Linked DNA regions of Mus musculus: region 1 is linked to region 2. Evidence: chromatin contacts called from public promoter capture Hi-C data. All regions are on one chromosome and are shown on one strand. Each heading gives the region's core, a stretch centred on a gene start, on an enhancer-like site or on the middle of the called end of the contact. The rest is flanking DNA. Distances are from core to core; before and after follow the strand shown. Region 1 holds the start of Mbtps2 (membrane-bound transcription factor peptidase, site 2). Region 2 holds the start of Acot9 (acyl-CoA thioesterase 9).

Region 1 (4,747 bases), core at 529-3,028, 2.3 Mb before region 2:
CCACTCTTTTTCAAGAGCCTATGGATAGCTAATAGATTATGTGAATCCCGGCTTCATGGTACAGGTGTACACCTGTAATCAATCCTAGCACTCAGGAATTGGAGAAAAGAGGACAAGTTTCCTCTGCTATGTAGAGCTTTAAGTCCAGTCTGGGTTACAGACTTTGTTTTTAAAAAGAGAGAATGCCGTATGGCTAGAGGGTGTAGCTCAGAGTATCAAAGTCCTGGGTCCTTAGGTGGATCTGTACTTGGGGACACAGAGATGGGACTGCGTTTAAAATGATACAGCCTTGGGTCTGTTTCACAGAGCTTCTCATTTAATTGGTCCAGGCTCCAGAAACCAGGGGGACTTTAAAGGCCCCTGGTGAAGGTACTGTGCAACCAAGGCTGAGAACTACACTTTAGTTCACTAGACAGATGGTCAGTGCTCCAATTTTTAAAAGTTTCATCTAACCTATTTTATAGGCCAGTAGATCAACGGAAAACCTGCAAGGGCTGTTTCTCTCATCATGTTGTCCCCCTGGGACTGACTCAGGTAGTCAGGTTAGGCAGCAAGTGCCTTTACGTGTTGAGCCATTTTTCCAGGTCTAGAACTCCAATATGTAGCAATAGCCCAAACCTCAAGTCTTTTTTTTTTTTTTTTTTTTTTTTTTCCGAGACAGGGTTTCTCGGTATAGATCTGGCTGTCCTGGAACTCACTTTGTAGACCAGGCTGGCCTCGAACTCAGAAATCTGCCTGCCACTGCCTCCCGAGTGCTGGAATTAAAGGCGTGCGCCACTACGCCCGGCTCCTCAAGTCTTAGATGAAAGTTTTTGTTTTTTTTTTTTAATCAACAGCCAGGTATTTTTGATGCACAACTCTTAAGTGCAGGTTAACTCTGAGAGTTCAAGGCCAGCCTACTCTGTATAGTGAATGCCAGGCTTGGATTGCATAGTGAGACCCTGTCTTAAAATAAAGACCAGTTATATAGACAAATCTTACAAAACAAAATGTCGCGCGAAATAATCCAGATTTTAACAGTGTGGTTCTATTTACGCAGAATTCAACATTAAAAATAAATAAATTAATTAATAAATCAGAACGGGGCAGGGGACAGAAATACGTAGGAAGGGAAACTAGAAAGAAATTCTCTGGATAGAAATGCTACGTATGGGGCTGGTGAGATGGCTCAGCGATTAAGAGCACCAATTACTCTTCTGAAGGTCCTGAGTTCAAATCCCAGCAACTGCATGGTGGCTCACAACCATCTGTAATGAGATCTGACTCCCTCCTCCAGAGTGTCTGAAGACAGCTGTAGTGTTCTCACATATAATAAATAAATAAATCTTTAAAAAAAATAGAAAGAAAAGAAATGCTACGTATTTCGATTAAGATATAGACAGATATTTAGTTTTCAAAACACCGAAATGAACAAATGAGGCCTCCATTACGATATTGCCGTGCATAAAGACGTTAGAACGAGACGTGATTAATTTAAATGTGGGTATGTACTTCTGACAATCCCAAACTCCGGCTATATGAAAAGCACAACAAACCGGAGATGGAAATCAGTGAGAAGGAAGGGCAGAGCGCAGAGAGGGTCAAGCCTCATGAGTCACAAGCACGCTGCCGGACGGACGACCCGAGCTTCGAGCATTCCGGAGCCCGAGCGTCCCAGGAAAAGAAGCCCGCGCGCTTTTTCCGGCATATGCACCAAAAAAAAAAAAAAAACAAAACAAAACAAAAAAAAAAAAAAAAAAAAAAAAACGGCTGAGTGTCCTCACCGGAAGGGTCCGGAGGGAAATGTTGCCACCGGAGCAAAGAACCCGGTAGCACTTTAGTTCCTGCGCGGATGCTGGAGCTGGAAGGCTCCGGGCGGGCGCACGGCTGACTGGGGCTCGCAGAAGCAGGCCGCCGGGGCCCGCCGTCCATCCGTCGCTACGATGATTCCGGTGTCGCTGCTGGTGGTGGTGGTGGGTGGTTGGACTGCCGTCTACCTGGCCGACTTGGTGTTGAAGGTGAGGGCCTCAGGCCTCAGGCCCCAGCCGGCGGAGTCCAGGGCTGGTGCGCATGGTCCTGTGTCGCCCAAGGCCTTTTCTCTTCCCCTTCGGAGTCTCCGCGCCGGGCCGGGAGCCGCTCCGAGCGCCCGCCGCGTCTGCGTGCGCTCTCCCGCGTGGCGCATCCGTCCGACCGAGTAAAGAAAGTAGGGCAGGCAGGCTGCGGGAGGGGAGGGGTGTGGCGGCCACCGCATTGCGGGCGCCGCCGGGTCCCTGCGGCTTTTGGGCTCCTTCCCGGGAGGAGTCTGGCGGGCTTGGGAGGCACGGCTCGAAGGAGGAAAAGAAACGAAAACTTCCGCTTAAGAAAATGCTTTGTGGTTCTTCTTTGTGCTAAGGTTAGGACCCGTGAGACGCTGCTAGTGTTGTGATAAACCGAAATCAGATTGTGACTTAAATCACTGGCGTCAAACTCGAAAGTACACAGGAGCATCGGTGGTTCTAGTTTAAATTTAGATTCTGATTTCGTCAGATCTGGGAGGAAAGCTAAGATTGTGTATTTCCAGCCAGTTTCTCTGGCCCACGGACGGACAGTGCTGACCCACAGGCGGTGCTTTAAAGTAGCAAGAATTTACATAGCCACATTTTCTGTTATTCAAATTCTATTTACACCCTACACTCCCTTTTTCACAGTGACCACACACACTCTGAGCACACAGTGCTTTTTTTTTTTTTGAGTGTTGTGGGTGCTGGAATCGTAAGAAGAAATTTCAAGAGTTTGTCTGAGCACGTGTTTCAGACATCCTTGGAATGGAGTGGGGGTGGGGAATACGAGCTTAGAAATTCCCAAGGGTTTGGAAATCACAATCATAAATAGTAAAACCTTCATGTTTGTGTTCTTTTAAACAAAATAACCTCGTGACACTTCGTCTTAGGAAACAATAAAATCAAATGGCACCTGTGCTTCTTTGTCATATTTAAACGTTGGTATGCCAGGCTATGAAGAGCGAGCTTAAGAGAGCTAGGCTCTGCCACTTTCTAACCTCTGTGACCTTAGGCAGATCGTTACTTGTGCCTCCATTTCTTGTCTTTAAATTGGGAAAGCAACTGAAAGGATCACCTGAACTTATGGAGAGGATTATATTATGCGTCCAGATAATATACTGTATCGGAGGTCCAAGGACCAACAACACTTGGATGATCTGGGCCCTTGTTAGAATGGCAGACTCTCAGGTGTCACCTCTGCCCTGTAAAATCACAGTCTGAAGCTTAACAAGGTTCCCCTGATCATTTCTCTGCACATTTGCTTGAGAATCACTAGTGCAGTGGACTTGGTTTTAGTGCTTAGCAGCACAGGCCACAGTGATTTGGTGATGGGGCTCAAGAGAAAAAGCGCATGATTTCTTCATGTTTCATATGTTAAAAAAAGAATCCCAGATAAATAGAACTCATCAAACTCATACAGTCGGTCGCAGGTCAAGTGAGTGAGGAGGATGTGGTTTTAATTTCTGGGGCATCCCCTGTGTTCATAAAAGCACCAGCTCCTGAGGCGTGGTACTGATTCGGTATCTGCCTAGGAATGGGAAGCAGCCTTGCCTGAACAAATGGATATGGCTGTTTTGTCTGCTTCTCTGTACATGTACACTGCATGCATTCAGTGCCCTCAGGGGTCAGAAGAAGTATTCCCTGGCACTGGAGTTACAAATGCTTCCTTAGCCACCATGTGAGTGCTGGGATTTGAACCTGGTCCTCTGAAAGAAAAGCCACTGTTTTTACTGGCTGAGCCTTCTTGCCAGTGCCTGAGAGCTTGGCTTTTCTGAACTTTTCCCTTCTCTTGATCCTGCTGTCTTACCCTTGGTTTTTGTAGCCCAGTAAACCTCTGCTGCACAGGTGTGCCAGTCGTCTTTTCAAGTCATAGAAAACAGGCAGGCTTAAAAAAATGCCATCAGAAGACAGTAGAGACAATTACAGATACTGGCATTCAAACTGTGGCCATTTCTTTATGATGGTAAAAGACCTGAAATAGCCTTTTAGGACGAATGCGCTTTTCCATACAGATGGCCAGCAGTTAGGACAGTATTTCAGTGCTTTCTGTAACTCCCTTGTTATTTATAGATCTACTTTAGCCAAGGACTTCAATTGATAAGAACTTTGTGATTGTTTATAAGTAGCCATCACCGTAACCCTTGGGGAAATTTAAGAGCTTCTACTGAGACCTAGAGGACATTGGGTAAATTTTCTCGTTTTGTCTGGTTTAACTTGAGGCTTGCTTAGATGAAAATAGAAAATATTGATTGAAAGTAAGCTACCTCTTCTGTTGAATTCTCTCAGAGTCTAAAAAATTATCTCAAAAGACCTGTTTCCTGTCTGTGGCAATGAAATAAGCGGGGCCGTCCACTGTGGTGGTTATTGGATGTGTGTGGCTATCTAGCGTTTGCAAAACCTTGTCTGACTAGAAATGTGCTCTGAGTGTCATTTTAGTTCCACATTTCAAAGACTACTAGAAATAAATGTCTCATTGTTCTTACATTGACTACACATTAAAATGATCGCTTGGATTTGGATATTTACAGATTACAAATATATGAAAACGAATCTTTCCTTTTTGTAAAGTTGGCTACTAGACAGTTTAAAATGATGTGGCTTGAAGTTTTGATGTACATATTTCTTATGGGCTTTATGGTTCTAAGCAGAGGTCAGGAGTGTTGGCGGTGGTGATGCTTTGGGTTTGGTTTTTCTTTTTTCTTTTCTTTTTCAAGTCAGGGTTTCTCTGT
Region 2 (4,948 bases), core at 2,240-4,739:
TTAACAGCTATACAATATATTTGTGTTTTAAGCTGACTCATCTAGAACAACTTCTAGTCCCATAAGCTCTGTTAATGGTAAAGAAATGCACCCTTCTTTATTTTATAGCAAATTACTACTCTATCTTTTTGTTTGTTTGTTTGTTTGTTTGTTTTAGACATAGAAATAACTTACCAATATGTTACAATAGCACACACTATTCAACATAGTACTACGCTATAGGTTCCCAGCTGAGGAGCTGTTAGTTTTATCATTTGGTCTAGGCTATGTCATCTGAGTTTGTGTAAGTCCACTCTGTGATGTTGCATAATGACAAAAACTCCTAACAGACTGTGTTCAGAGCACTGGTAGGTGATGAAGCAGTACATCACAATTACTTTACTAGCTTCCTTATTTCCAATAATCTCACAGAGCAGCTCACCACAATCCCTAGGATAGGGGGAGGAAACTGCCGTGGGCCTTTAGGATTCTCAGGCCACAGAACCCCAAGATTGAACCTTTCTAGTGAAAGAGGCCCAAGAATCTCAATCTCTTCATGGCCTGCCTAGGGAGCCACAGAGTCACCTGAAGTTGTGAAAAGAAACAGCTTGGCTCCATCCTAGGTTCCAAATATGGAGAAAATGGCAAGAAAAAAATGTTACCCCATTATCAGAGGTTGGAGGGGTATCAGCTTGGTAGAAGACTTGCTTAGGATGTGCAAGGCCCTGCAGCTACAACAGCACAAGAAAGACTAGGCATACCCCCACTACTCAGAGGAAATACCTCAACATGCAGACTAAATCAAGTGGGATGACTTGTGTGCGTCTGAGAAAAAGCTACACAAGCAAACACCAAATAACACTCTATACCATATATATATATATATATATATATATATATATATATATATATATATCCACACACACATATACATACACATATATACTATATACATATATATATATACTTTATATGCATAGCAAGCATTTCTACCCAAACATCTCTCCAATTTTTCATATATATATGCATATATATATATATATATGTATATATATATATATACACATACACACACATTATATAGGGATTGCTGCTCCTATTCAGGTTCTAGAGGACTCACAAGAAAGGAACACAAAATTACAGAGTACTTTAAGGACGGACTTCCAAACTGGGGGAGAGAGGAGCTCAAGGATTAAAACTGTTTATTAAAAAAAAAAACTCCTTTGAGATTTTATTATTATGTGTCTCAGTGTTCTGCCTCCATGCATGTCTGTGCCTGTAAAGGTCCAAAGAGGGAGTCAGAACTCCTATAACTGGAGTACTCAAACCTGGGTACTCTAGAAGAGCAGCCACTACCCTTAGCCACAAAGCCAACTCTCCAGTCCAGTTAAGACTACTTCTTACTCTAGTAGAGGGCTTGGGTTTGGTTTCTAGCACTCACATGGTTGCTCATAAACCTGATACTTCAGTTCCAGAGGAGGTGATGCCCTCTTCTGGCCCCCACTGGCACCAGCCATGCTGATGGAACACATACATACATACATACATACATACATACATACATACAGGCAAAACACTAACACATATAAAAATAAACATTTTCAACACTTTTTAAAAGGTCTTATCGAAGAAGACACACAGGCAAAGTTACAAAAGTGTTGAACCCTTTCGTATTATGTTGAAAGGTAACCATGCCGTCTTTTAATGACTTTCAACCTGTCTTCAAATAGTGTAATAAGGCTTGGGTGCTGGTGGGTAGGGAGATAACACACCTTGTTCAACTGACAGCAAGGGTCCTAGAAAAAGTAAAGGCAGACCAAGGACAGAATTAGTGAGACCCATGTCAAAGTCAGGCTCACCAATAGTGGGATGGCTTCTGAATCCAAAGCAAGTGCCATTCTCTTGGAACCAGGCAAGCTGGAAAAAACAAAACAAAACAAAACAAAACAAAAACAAAAAAAACAACAACAAAAAAAAACCTTGCATACTGTGGGACAGCCAGACATGACTGGCAGCCTAAAGACCATGCTCCTTAACTGTGCCAGTTGGAAATTAGATCTACCAAAATGGCCTATGTGGTCCAAGGGTGCACTTTCATTACAAGGCCTTGCTGCTTATCAAAGGCATGTTCTAAACTGGGCACGAGAAAATACATCTGTAAATCCCAGCACTAGAAAAGTTGAAACCTGACAGACTTGACATGGGTCCGAGGCCTGCTAGTATTACCTGGTTTCTTGGCTAGAGATCTCAAAGCAATAAATAAATATACAGATAAGAGCTGGAAGTGGTGGCTCAAGCTCTTCAGGCCAGCACTGGAGAAGCATAGGACGGTAGATATATGGTGAGTTCGAGGCCAGTCTGGTTGATGATATAGATAAAGAAAGAGATAGATATCGATATATATAGATAGCCAACTTTAGGCCAGCCAAGGTTACACAGTAAATTCTATCTCAAAAACAAACAGGATGTTGATATGTGTTTAATCCCAGCACTGGGGAGGCAGAGGCAGGCAGATCTCTGATTTTGAGATGAGTTGGGTCTACATACAGTGAATTCCAGGAGAGCCAAAGATTCACAGAGAAACCCTGTCTCAGAAAAAAAAAAAAAAGAGTAAATTAACAAACAAGGGGTTGGAGAGTTGGCTCAGTGGTTAAGAGCACTTGTTGCAAAAAGACCTGATTCCCAGCACCCAGATGGAGGCTCACCACCTTCTCAAGCACCAGGCAGGCATGTGGGACACAGACACACATGCAAGAGAAATGTTCATACATAAAATAATAAAAAATAGATCTAAATAAAATTAAACCAAACAGATGAATCAGCTTAAGAGAGCCAAATGGTCTCTACAGTCTTTACAAGTATGATAACATACTTAAGACAGATTCCAAGTGTGTCATGCACTTAACCCCCAAAATGTTTTTTTTTTTTTTAAGAGAAAAGTGCTCGCAAGGCAAGGCAGAACTGAAAGTACTGGCTTTTGAAAAAAGGGGCTACACCAAGATTCCAGCCACACCCCTGGTGAGCAAAAGGATAGGAATTTCAAGGGAACACCCAACGTCTTCCCTTTTAAAAGTGTCAGCTGTCGCTAAAGTAGGGTGGTGGCATTTTTCCAGGGTAGGCCGGAGGACGGGGTCTGGCACTGGGTGCCTTTTCCTCCCAAGCCAAATATCCACCACCCCCATCCCACCCGCGGCTTCTTCCGCCCCGCTAGGCTCCGAGCCTCAAAGGGGAAGGCGTGGGCACTCCGGGGCAGCGCCCTTCCACGCCCTGCCACCTACCGTATCGCTGCCCGCTTCATGGCACTCCACTGCCTACCCACGGGTGGACAACCAAGGTCCTCCCGGGTAGAGACAAACCGGTAGCAGAAGAGCGTGAGCGTGAGGACACCTCCAAACACCGGCAACCGCGCCGGACTGAATCTTGGTTCCCACCTTCTAGGTGACGCCACAAGAGGGCCCGGGATAGGGAGGGCCTCACTGCAGGAAGGGCGGGGCTGCGCTGCCCGGGGTAGGGCTGTGCCGCCAGGGGGCGGGACTTCTGCGTAGAGAATGGCGGGTCCTGCTATTTGATTGGTCTGCAGCTGGAGACTGGAGACCGAGACAATGGAATTTCCCACTCAATCAGCTAGGTGGGGTCGGAGACTTATTTATAAGCAGGGCTCTTCCCTCCATTGTTAAGTAAATGAACCACTCAGCAAAGCACCTCGTTCCTCCACCTTGGTAGAACTCTTTTATTTTTGACACTTGAACCTTTACTCCCAGTCTGTAGTTCTTGCCCTTGGCATCATATGAGCAGCTTTTCAAAATATGGGTACCCTGCTTATTTTCCCAGAAGTAGGAAGACTGAGGCAAGAGAATTGCTACCACTTAGAGGCCAACCAGGGCTGAAGTGAGGTTTAGGCCGTAAGAAATAGTGTCCCTGTTTTTATTTGACGTTTTGGTTTTTAAAAAGATGAAGCTTAGTAAGAAAAATTAAGTTGAAGAGAATTTCAAGGGAGGCCCATTCTTGTTATCCAAGCAACCCAGGAAGCTGAGTCTGGGAGATCACAAATTCAAGACCTGCCTGATTACAAAGTTCTAGGCCAACCTGTGCAGTTTACTGCGCTCCAATCTCAAAATGAAAGGTTAAAAAAAAAAAGGATTGAGGGATAGAGCTAAGTGGCAGAGTGTGTATGCCTAGCATGCCAGAGTCCCTGGGTTCAAGTCCCAATTCCAAAAAAGGAGAAAAAGGACAGAAGAAAGGAAGTTTTCAGAATTAGGCATGATGGCACATTCCTAGACTCATCAATTATGAGAAGGTCTAATTTACCTCCGAGGAATTCCCTCACTCAGACACATGGCCAGGTGCTGAGTCACAATCTACTAATTATACAAGTTTACTTAAGTGACCCTTCATGAGACTCCAAAGCATTTTCTTAGAAAATAAGTCCTGAGCAATGAACCCCATAGACTCCACTGAAGATAATATCTAAAGTGAGAAATGTCTCACTACTTAGCTAATATTAGTTCTAAAGTCAGGAAAGCCCTATTAAAATCAGCCACCTAGCATTCATGTGTGTCTCTAGCTTAGTCCTTTAACCAGGCTAGAAAGATTAGTTAGCACACTTGTTCTTGCAGGGGAGCAGGGTTCCGTTCCCAGTACCCATGTGCCAGCTCCAACCACTTTCAGGAGGATCAGTTGGCCTCCTCTGGCCTCTGCAGGTACCAGGCCATACACATAGTATACATACATACATACATGCAAGCAAGCAAAGACTAATACACATAAAAATAAATGTGTTGTATTATTCTTTTAATGTCTTAGCAACCCCTATGTCTCATCGTTGTTCTTGTTGCCATTGTAAGACATTTAAGATGTATCACCGTTTGGAAAGCATGGATAGAAGGCAAAGTAAGTCACAAAGCCAGATAGAAAACATGTAACTGTGGAGAAAACATGCAACAATTATGCCATGATGAAATTCACTGTC

The links. Promoter capture Hi-C pulls out the DNA fragments that hold promoters and counts their contacts.
Region 1: a promoter capture Hi-C map of the HPC-7 cell line shows a contact between it and region 2. The contact joins the promoter of Mbtps2 here to the promoter of Acot9 in region 2. A contact is called at or near these places in 5 of 39 promoter capture datasets (the 3T3-L1 cell line, the C10 cell line, the HPC-7 cell line and 2 more) and 2 of 115 datasets of contacts at active chromatin or transcription factors (epiblast stem cells and extraembryonic endoderm stem cells).

The regions. Positions count from the first base shown.
Region 1 is chrX:157,595,746-157,600,492 of GRCm38.p6, reverse strand. Mbtps2 (membrane-bound transcription factor peptidase, site 2) reads left to right here and starts at 1,778. Exons shown (of 11, transcript NM_172307.3): 1 at 1,778-1,997. The coding sequence starts at 1,923.
Region 2 is chrX:155,260,984-155,265,931 of GRCm38.p6, reverse strand. Acot9 (acyl-CoA thioesterase 9) reads right to left here and starts at 3,489. Exons shown (of 15, transcript NM_019736.4): 1 at 3,258-3,489. The coding sequence starts at 3,277.